2 separate regions of the Macaca fascicularis genome follow, and region 1 is linked to region 2. The links are chromatin contacts, called in public Hi-C maps. All regions are on one chromosome and are shown on one strand. The core of a region is the stretch at or near the end of the contact, and the rest is flanking DNA. Distances in the headings are between cores, read along the strand shown. Region 1 holds the start of RIF1 (replication timing regulatory factor 1). Region 2 holds the start of RBM43 (RNA binding motif protein 43).

Region 1 (4,071 bases), core at 3-2,502, 140 kb after region 2:
CCCCCCAGGGGCCTAAGAGAAGAATGCACATCCTCGGGAGCTACCTAAATCTACTGAATTACAATGCATAAAGGCGGGGCCCAGGAAGCTGCAGTTTAATAACGAATATCCCCAGGCCATTGTTATGTACGCTTAAGACTTGAGAACCATTGGCCTCTCCAACCTTTTCTCACTTCACCTATTAAAAGCCCTGTTTTATAGAGGAGGAAATTGAGGCATAGGTTAATTAACTTGCTAAAGTCACGTGGAACCAGAGCTGGAATCTAGACCTTCTTGATATACAGCTCTTTTCTTCTTCTTTTTTTATTTTTTTTCGAGACGGAGTCGGGCTCTGTTGCCCAGGCTGGAGTGCAGTGGCCGGATCTCAGCTCACTGCAAGCCCCGCCTCCCGGGTTCACGCCATTCTCCTGCCTCAGCCTCCCAAGTAGCTGGGACTACAGGCGCCCGCCACCACGCCCGGCTAATTTTTTTTGTATTCTAGTAGAGACGGGGTTTCACCGTGTTAGCCAGGATGGTCTCGATCTCCTGACCTCGTGATCCGCCCGTCTCGGCCTCCCAAAGTGCTGAGATTACAGGCTTGAGCCACCGCGCCCGGCCTCTTCTTTTTTTTTTGAGAGACGGAGTCTTAATCTTACTCTCTCGCTCAGGCTGGAGTGCAGTGGCGTGATCTCGGCTCAATGCAACCTCCGCCTCCCGGGTTCAAGCGATTCTTCTGCCTCTGCTTTCCAAGTGGCTGGGACTACAGGCGTGCGCCACCACACCCAGCTAATTTTTGTATTTTTTTTTTTTTTAAGTAGAGACGCGGTTTCACCATGTGTTGGCCAGGCTGGTCTCGAACTCCTGACCTCAGGTGACCCGCCCACCTCGGCCTCCCAAAGTGCTTGGATTACAGGTGTGAGCTACTGCGCCCGGCCAGCTCTTAGTCTTAAACCTAACAGTACGTTATCTCCTTTTGCTAACTGATTTGTAGCTAAAACTTCAACAAGCACTGGACTTGGAGTTTGAACACTTAGTCTAAAGGTCTACTAAGTTCAGTCTAGTGAGTGTGCGCAATTAAGTCACATTTTGAATTTCAAGTCTCTCGCCTTAGGCAAAACACCACCACCTGATGCTGACCAGCGGGGCGAGACACGGCAGCTGGGCAGGGAAGCGATGCGATCGATAAGTCAGGTGCGCCGCTGACTGTTGGATTGGCTCGAACTTCTCCCGCCAGGCCTAACCTACTCCCGCGCACTCCTGGGCCCGCCCCGCCGCCATCTTGGTCTAGGAGGGAGAGCGCCGCACGCGTGAGTAAACAGCCGGAGCAGGGACAGTCGAGCTCTGGCAGCGTCCGGGTGCTGCGGGGCAGAGGCGGAGAGGACCCTGTCCTGATCTTCCTAGGTGGGATAAATATCGGGGTCACAGTGATAGGCCGCGGGGAGCCCTTAGTCTGCCCACCCTCCGCCCCCTCGCGGCGAGATGCCTCGTTCCCCGGGCTTCTCCCGCCCTCTGCCGATCTCCTCCCTCTGTTGAAAGCTGCCCGGGAAAGTGGTGGCGGGAGCGGGCCCAGGCCCGAATGTGGCGTGGCCTCAGGTTCCTGGTGCCGGGCGCCGGAGGAGGTTCGCGCTGGGGTTTGGTGCTTCGGAGGCCTGGGGTGCAGACGCGGCGTGGCTGTGAGGCCGGGGCGGGCGTGCGGGTGTGAGGGCCGGACTCACACGGCCGCCGCGGGGCTGTTTCCATCGGTCACTGGATTTTCTCCTCTTCCGGTTCGGGCCTCAGGGTGGCCGACATGACGGCCAGGGGTCAGAGCCCCCTCGCGCCGCTGTTGGAGACTTTGGAAGACCCTTCTGCCTCCCATGGAGGGCAGACTGACGCTTACCTGAGTCTGACCAGGTGAGGTCCGCCACGGGGCGTTGCTGGGTGGGGGGAGCGCTCTAGACTGGGGAGAAAGAAGGTGGTTGGGAGGGGCGCGTAGAATGAATATGAGTTCTAGAAGTCTGGCAAATGTGAGGACACCCGAGTCGCGGACGCGTTGTGGGGCGGGGGAGATGTATCCTAGGTGACGTTCCTGGGTACTGCTGCTGGTGCGCTTGAGGTGTGTGTTTGGAACGAGGGAGCTTGCACGTGTTTTGCAAGCGAGGGATTTTTAAAAGTTTCGCTTGGAAGTAGTTGTTGGAGGAGGGGTTTTCAGTGTAAACCTCCGATGTGTTGGGAAAATGTGGCTACCCGGAGTTTTTTTTTTTTTTTTTTTAACAGCCATAAACTGATTTTTATTAATTGCAAAATGCTTCAAAGTAATTTTCATAGAAATGTACTAAACTTTTGTAAAACCTTTTGTAAAGGCTTAGTAAATCGTTAGTAACTAGGGATAGGGATCCCCGTTCTGTCTTTTTGGAGTCAGGCTATCACAACTTGCGTGTAACGGATGTAAAATGTTATTCTGAAGAGTTTTCTACTTTCACTTCTGATATATATTGCATTATATATTCTATATGCCTTTAAGGACTTTACCTACTGGGTTAATTCATTTACAAGAGTTAGAAAGTAATTTTTAAAAAGGTGGTGCATGTATTTTAGGGAGTTTTTTTTTTCCCCCGTCAACTACCTAAACTTGTGTTCTTCCTGCTTTTTAAGTCGTATGACTGGAGAAGAAGGAAAAGAAGTAATTATAGAAATCGAGAAAAAGCTTCCTCGGCTGTACAAAGTTTTAAAGGTATGTATCTGTTTGTTAAATAGTTTTTCACTTTTGGTAGTTTGTTTTTTTTGTTGTTGTTGTTTTGCGGTGGAGTTTCGCTCTTGTTGCCAGAGAGAGTGCAGTGGCTCGGCCTTGGCTCACTGAAACCTCCGCCTTTCAGGTTCAAGCGATTCTCCTGCCTCAGCCTCCTGAATAGCTGGGATTACAGGCATCCGTCACCACCCCGGCTAATTGTGTATTTTTAGTAGAGAAGAGGTTTCTCCATATTGGTCAGGCTGGTCTTGAACTCCCGACCTCAGGCGATCCTCCTTCCTCGGCCTCCCAAAGTGTTGGGATTACAGGCGTGAGCCACCTTGCTGAGACACTTTTGGTGGTTTTTAAAAGTTTTGCCGGTTGACTCAAAAGCTTTGAATCTAAAATATAACAGCAGTAATACTGATTATAATACTCTTTATTGTTACTTAAAGCTTCTCAGGTACTTTCTTAATTACCTTACATGCTTTATCACTTAACTCTCCATAGTTCCATGAGATTATTTCTTAATGATCACTTTGCAGGTGAAGAAATTAATTTAATTTGCCTAAGTTGCCTAAGGGCACTTGAATCTGAGTTTGTGCTCTTGAAAGCAGTGATCAGAGATTAACCTGTTTTCTTTCCTTTGGGAATCTACATCTAAGTAAGTGATTTTAAAATTACAGTTGTCTTTGGTCTACTCTGTAGGTAGCATTAATTTCTTTTTCCTCATTCACCCTCAGTTTTTGCTACAACTGTTATCTTTTTTGCTTAGGGAAATGATGTTTGACATCATACATATGGAGCTGTGTTCGTGTCTTCACTTGCCTACTCAGTGGCTTCCTGACCATCCTTAACATATTTTAAATTTTCTTGTTTTTAGAATGAAAAAGTTGAACTTTATCTCCAATGTTTCTTTGAGTTCTTATTTTTATGACCTTGTTCCTTTTTTTAAAAATATTTTGTGGTTTTATTATGACCTTGTTCTTGTGCTTTTATTTTTGTTTTTAATTATTGAGGTGGGGATCTTGATAGGTTGCCTAAGCCAGTCTCGAACTCCTGGGTCCAAACGATCCTCCCACCTCAGCCTCCTTAGTAACTGAGATTACAAGAAGGTGCCACCGTGCCCGACTTTTATGCTTTTTGTTTGTTTCAGGCAGATCTTGCTCTGTCACCCATGCCGGAGTGCAGTTTCACAATCTCAGCTCACTGCAACCTCTGTCTCCCATGTTCAAGTGATTTTCCTGCCTCAGCCTCCTGAGTAGCTGGGATTACAGGCATGCCCTCACCACGTCCGGCTAATATTTTTAGTAGAGATGGGGTTTCATCATGTTGACCAGGTTGGTCTTGAACTCCTGACTTCAGGTGATCCGCCCGTCTTGGCC
Region 2 (4,655 bases), core at 984-3,483:
AAGATTTAAATATGGCTACAAAAAAATAGAAGTGCTCAACCCTGTCAATGTAAGAATAAAGGCAGGGACATCATATCAGAAAGCAAAAGGCATAAAGAAAAACTTTATTTTTCTAGTGAAGATTCACTCACTCATTTGTGTTTATTTCTTTTGGGAGATCTTTCTCTTTTTTCTTTTTTCTTTTTTTTTTTGAGACGGAATCTCGCTCTGTCACCCACCCTGGAGTGCAGTGGTGTGATCTTGGCTCACTGCAACCTCCACCTCCCAGGTTCAAGTGATTCTCCTGCCTCAGCCTCCCGAGTAGCTGGGACTACAGGCACCAGCCACCATGCCCGGCTAATTTTTGTATTTTTAGTAGAGACGGGGGTTTCACCATTTTGGCCAGGCTGGTCTCGAACTCCTGACCTCGTGCTCCACAACCCCCTTGGCCTCTCAAAGTCTTTTTTTTTTTTTAGACGGAGCCTCGCTCTGTTGTCCAGGCTGGAGTACAATGGCACGACCTTGGCTCAGTGCAACCTCCGCCTCCTGGGTTCAAGTGATCCTCCTACCTCAGCCTCCCGAGTAGCTGAGACTACAGGTGGGTGCCATCACGCCCGGCTAATTTTTGTATTTTTAGTAGAGACTCCTGACCTCACGTGATCCGCCCGCCTTGGCCTCCCAAAGCGCTGGGATTACAGGAGTGAGCCACCGCGCCCGGCAGGGGATCTTTTTCTGCACTCCAACAATATCCAAGAAAAACATGCAATTAATTTAAACTCAGGAAATCTTACTTCAGTTCCATGCCCTCATTAGTACTAATACTGTATTTCTTTATTTGAATGTCTACATGTAATTTATCTTTAAAATCAAAGAAACTTCTCCCTGAACCAGTATTTTTAGGAGAAAAAAACATAAAGCTGTAAATTTTGTTTGGTAAGAACTAGTTTCTATGAATCATCTAATGAATTAGTACTTCAATGACTTGCCAGTATTTGTCCTTCGTTTCGTAGGTTGGAGAAAGTATGGCTAATACAGATAATTTTACTGAGGTCAGTTATGAATAATGAGGGTTATTAATCTCTTCTACCCACGATTAAGATAAAGAATTGTCCTAGAGAAAGACAGTCCTTTCAAGGACTTTGCAACCAGCAGCTTTTAGCCAAGAGATACTAAGGTGATGGCGCTTTTCCTTGCATCAGTATTGTGTTATAACAGACTTGGCCATCTTATCAGAAAGCAAAAAGTATATAGAAAAACTTTACTTTTGTAAGTAAGGCATTGGGAAGAAAAAGAAGATTCATTCACTGCATTTGTTTATATTGATTTTCTCAAAATCAGTTGTTCATTTTGAATGACGACGCCTTTACCGCCACGAGGTCAACAAAAACGCACTTGCCTCTCACAATTGCTTTTGCATTTCCGGGACTCTAGCATTTCAGAGCAGGAATTAAAGGCCTTGCCAAGGCTTTTATGCGATTGATGGAAACAAAACAAAACACAGAGGCTACATTTTGAATTTGCTAACTTTTCTTCCTCACCAGCACTAATAGTAAAAACGTTCTTTGTGTCTCTAGAGGGAAAACTAAGACCACAAAAGACAAGAATTCGCACCAAGGCAGACATAAGACATGAGGATGTCTTCCTGACTTGCGTCCTCGTTCTTACCAGCCCTTTTCTAAAGGCACTGTGGCCTCCATTTCTGGCTAATCAGTCCACTTTTGTTCCCCCCGAGGCGTGGGAGGCCAACAGTTAAGCCCTAATAGCCTGCGAAGCAGCTCCTCGAGGAAACGGCTGCGTCCCCGTCGCCTGTGCAGTGGGTGCGGGAGGTGGCAGCCTAGTCCTGCGCTTCTGGAGCGGGCCTACACCGCACCGCCGCATGTGAATTTCAGGAGCACGCAGTGCCGCCACCCGGGAAGTTGCAGCGAGGCTGACCTGAGTTTGCCCGCCGGGGTGGACGGCTCTCCGGGATCCCCAGGGCCCCTCCGCGCGCCGCCCCTTCCCGCGCAGCCCTGCACCCTGGCCCGTCGCGCCCGGTTCCGCGCCCTTCTAGGGGACCATGGCGACGGTGCAGGCATGGACCTGCTCCGCAAAATCCAAAGCAAAAGGAACTTGCCATGGCGGAGGAGAGACGCGCCCTCGGCGGCCGCAGGAAGCCCACAACCAGCGGAACGCGGGGGATGGGGAGAGGAGCGAGCAGGCAGGTTTTGGTTTCGTTTTTTTGTTCCCGCTCCCTTGGAGGCTACGAAGAAAAGGGCGGCCCTTCCACCCGATCCGGCTGTCTGCTACCTCGTGGCCTGTGGGTGGGAGCTCGGACTCCGGAGGGCTGTTGCCAGCGCCTGCCCAGACGCCCTCCGTATTTTTGCAACTTTTGGAAGCACGCTGGAGAGAGGCCGAGAGGATTCCTCGACAGGAAATTTGGGGATTCTGTGGCTGATTCATCAATTATTGCAATTTTGTTTTTACCCGTTTTGCTAAGCAGCAGCAACAACAGCAGAGTTGATTTTAAAAAAGAAAAAACGCAAAAAGAGAAAACACATAGGAGGTGGTGGCCGCTTCCTGTGTTGATACTCGGGGGGCTACGCTTTTCATAACGTCAGTCATCTCGTAGTTGCAGAGCCCTAGATGTCATGACAGTTTTGAATCGCATGCATTAGCATGTAAGGGAGTTACATATCTTGCATGCATGCTGTCTTCTGTGTTTATATATTCGATGCCATGAAGTTGAAGGGCATGTGGCTAAAACCTTTTTACTACATGAAACTTTACAACACTTTTGAAAACAATTCAATGTGGTTTATGCGCACTGTAATATTTCTCCAGATAATTGTCCAAAATTTCCCATAGAGAAGGCTTTTGTCCTCATTAGTTGCTGGCCTCAACCTAACCATCTAGGATATTAAACTGCTACCAGAATTTTACATCCAGCTACCTTTACTTTTTAGAACGTATTCTCTATAATGTTATTGATACCAATTTCTACTTCACACAGATGGTTTTTTACAACAGCAAGTAAAGTTTTTCTAGCATCAGTTTTTAAAAGCCCTTCGCTCAGTGAAATCTGAATGTCTTTCCTACGCCCTTATTATCTGTCCAGCCATCTTCGTCTTCCCCCACCCCTCACCTGTGCCTTTTCCTCTGTACAACCTACCCCAGTTCCCCGACCCCCACCTCAACCCCCAACCCCGTGTTGGTCACCTTCCCAGCCCAGACCAGGAGCCCCCTTGGACCTCTACCGGGTGCTAAGGACACAGGATGAAAGCGCCAGGTCCCTGCCAACAGAGAGCTCACCACTTTGTCCATGCCTTAGTATAGGACCTCTGAATGGCACCTATGGGGACACAGAGAATCTCTGGACAAACTTCAAAATCAAATCAATGAATGCATGAAGAACAAAGGTAGATAGCTAGCAGATATGAAGAAACCCAATCCCACTCCTAAGAAATGGAAATTGAAATAATAAGATACCATTTTTCCACAGCTAGATCTGGAAAACTAAAAAGCGTTAGCCTGAATGTAAGAAAGCATCAGAGTTGCTGCAAGCATAGATAGATGCTAATACGTCTAAAGATTTTTATCAAAATGTAAAGTGCAAAAAAATGTAAAACGCACATATTCTTAGTCTCAGCAATTCTACTTTTAGAACTGAACTTGAAGTTATAGTGCACAAATGGTACTAAGATATTGTATAGAAATTTTATTTTATTGCTTGAAATACAGGTAGTAATATTTTTTTATAAACTGGGATCCACCTAGTTTATCATTGAATGGAGCTATTTATTATATGGCTGATGGTATATCAGTAAGGCACAAGGCTATGAAGATTTTAAAACAATGAGGAAGGGAGCAGTGGCTCCCACCTGCATTCCCAGAGCTTTGGGAGGCCAAGGTGGGTGGATCACTTTGAGCTCATGAATTCAAGACCAGCTTGAGCAACATGGTGAAACCCGTTTGTACTAAAAATACAAAAATTAGCCGGGCGTGGTGGCACACACCTGTAATCTCAGCTACTCGGGAGGCTGAGGCTAGAGAATCCCTTGAACCCTGGAGACAGAGTGAGCCAAGATCACACCACGGTACTCCAGCCTGGGCGACAGAGCAAGACTCTGTCTCAAGAAGAAAAAAAAAAAGAAAAACAGAATGAGGTAGATCTGTAAGTAATTCCCCAATTTATCTTTTCTTTCCAGATGTATGTATCTAAGTGCCGACTTGAATGTCAAGCAAGCATCTGAAATTTAACAAGTAGAACTCTTCTTCTCCCCTTCTTAATTCCCCCTCAAGAATTGGCAGCACTGTCCACCCATGAGCTCAAGCTCATGACCCAGTCCTTGATTTCTCTTTTCCTCATCCTTCTTTGTATACCCCAACAACAGGCCTTCCAGAGGGACCTAGTATCAGTCCCTCTTTCCAGCTGCATCCCTACCATCCTCATCCAGTCTCCATCCTCTCTAGCTCCTCACTCCATTCTTGCTACCACACGCAGAAGGATCTTTTTAAAATGTAAATCAGATTTGACTTCTGTTTAAGTACGTCATTGTTTTCATTGCTTTCACCTGAGCCACAATGACCTTGATCCTTTTTTTCTGGCCAGATCTCCTACCACTGCCATGACCCTCTGCTGCAATCACAACAAGCTATCAGCCTGGGAGTTTTCCCTGACCTATGTACTGTGTCCCTGC

What was found. A called contact is a pair of places that touch in the nucleus more often than the background predicts.
Region 1: a Hi-C map of liver shows a contact between it and region 2, with 2.7 times the contacts expected there. The contact joins the promoter of RIF1 here to the promoter of RBM43 in region 2. A contact is called at or near these places in 2 of 2 Hi-C or Micro-C datasets (liver and skeletal muscle).

The regions. Positions count from the first base shown.
Region 1 is chr12:46,962,762-46,966,832 of T2T-MFA8v1.1, forward strand. It overlaps RIF1 (replication timing regulatory factor 1), which reads left to right and starts at 1,253. Exons shown (of 35, transcript XR_012421104.1): 1 at 1,253-1,872; 2 at 2,614-2,692.
Region 2 is chr12:46,817,051-46,821,705 of T2T-MFA8v1.1, forward strand. It overlaps RBM43 (RNA binding motif protein 43), which reads right to left and starts at 2,234. Exons shown (of 4, transcript XM_005573141.4): 1 at 2,093-2,234. The coding sequence starts at 2,095.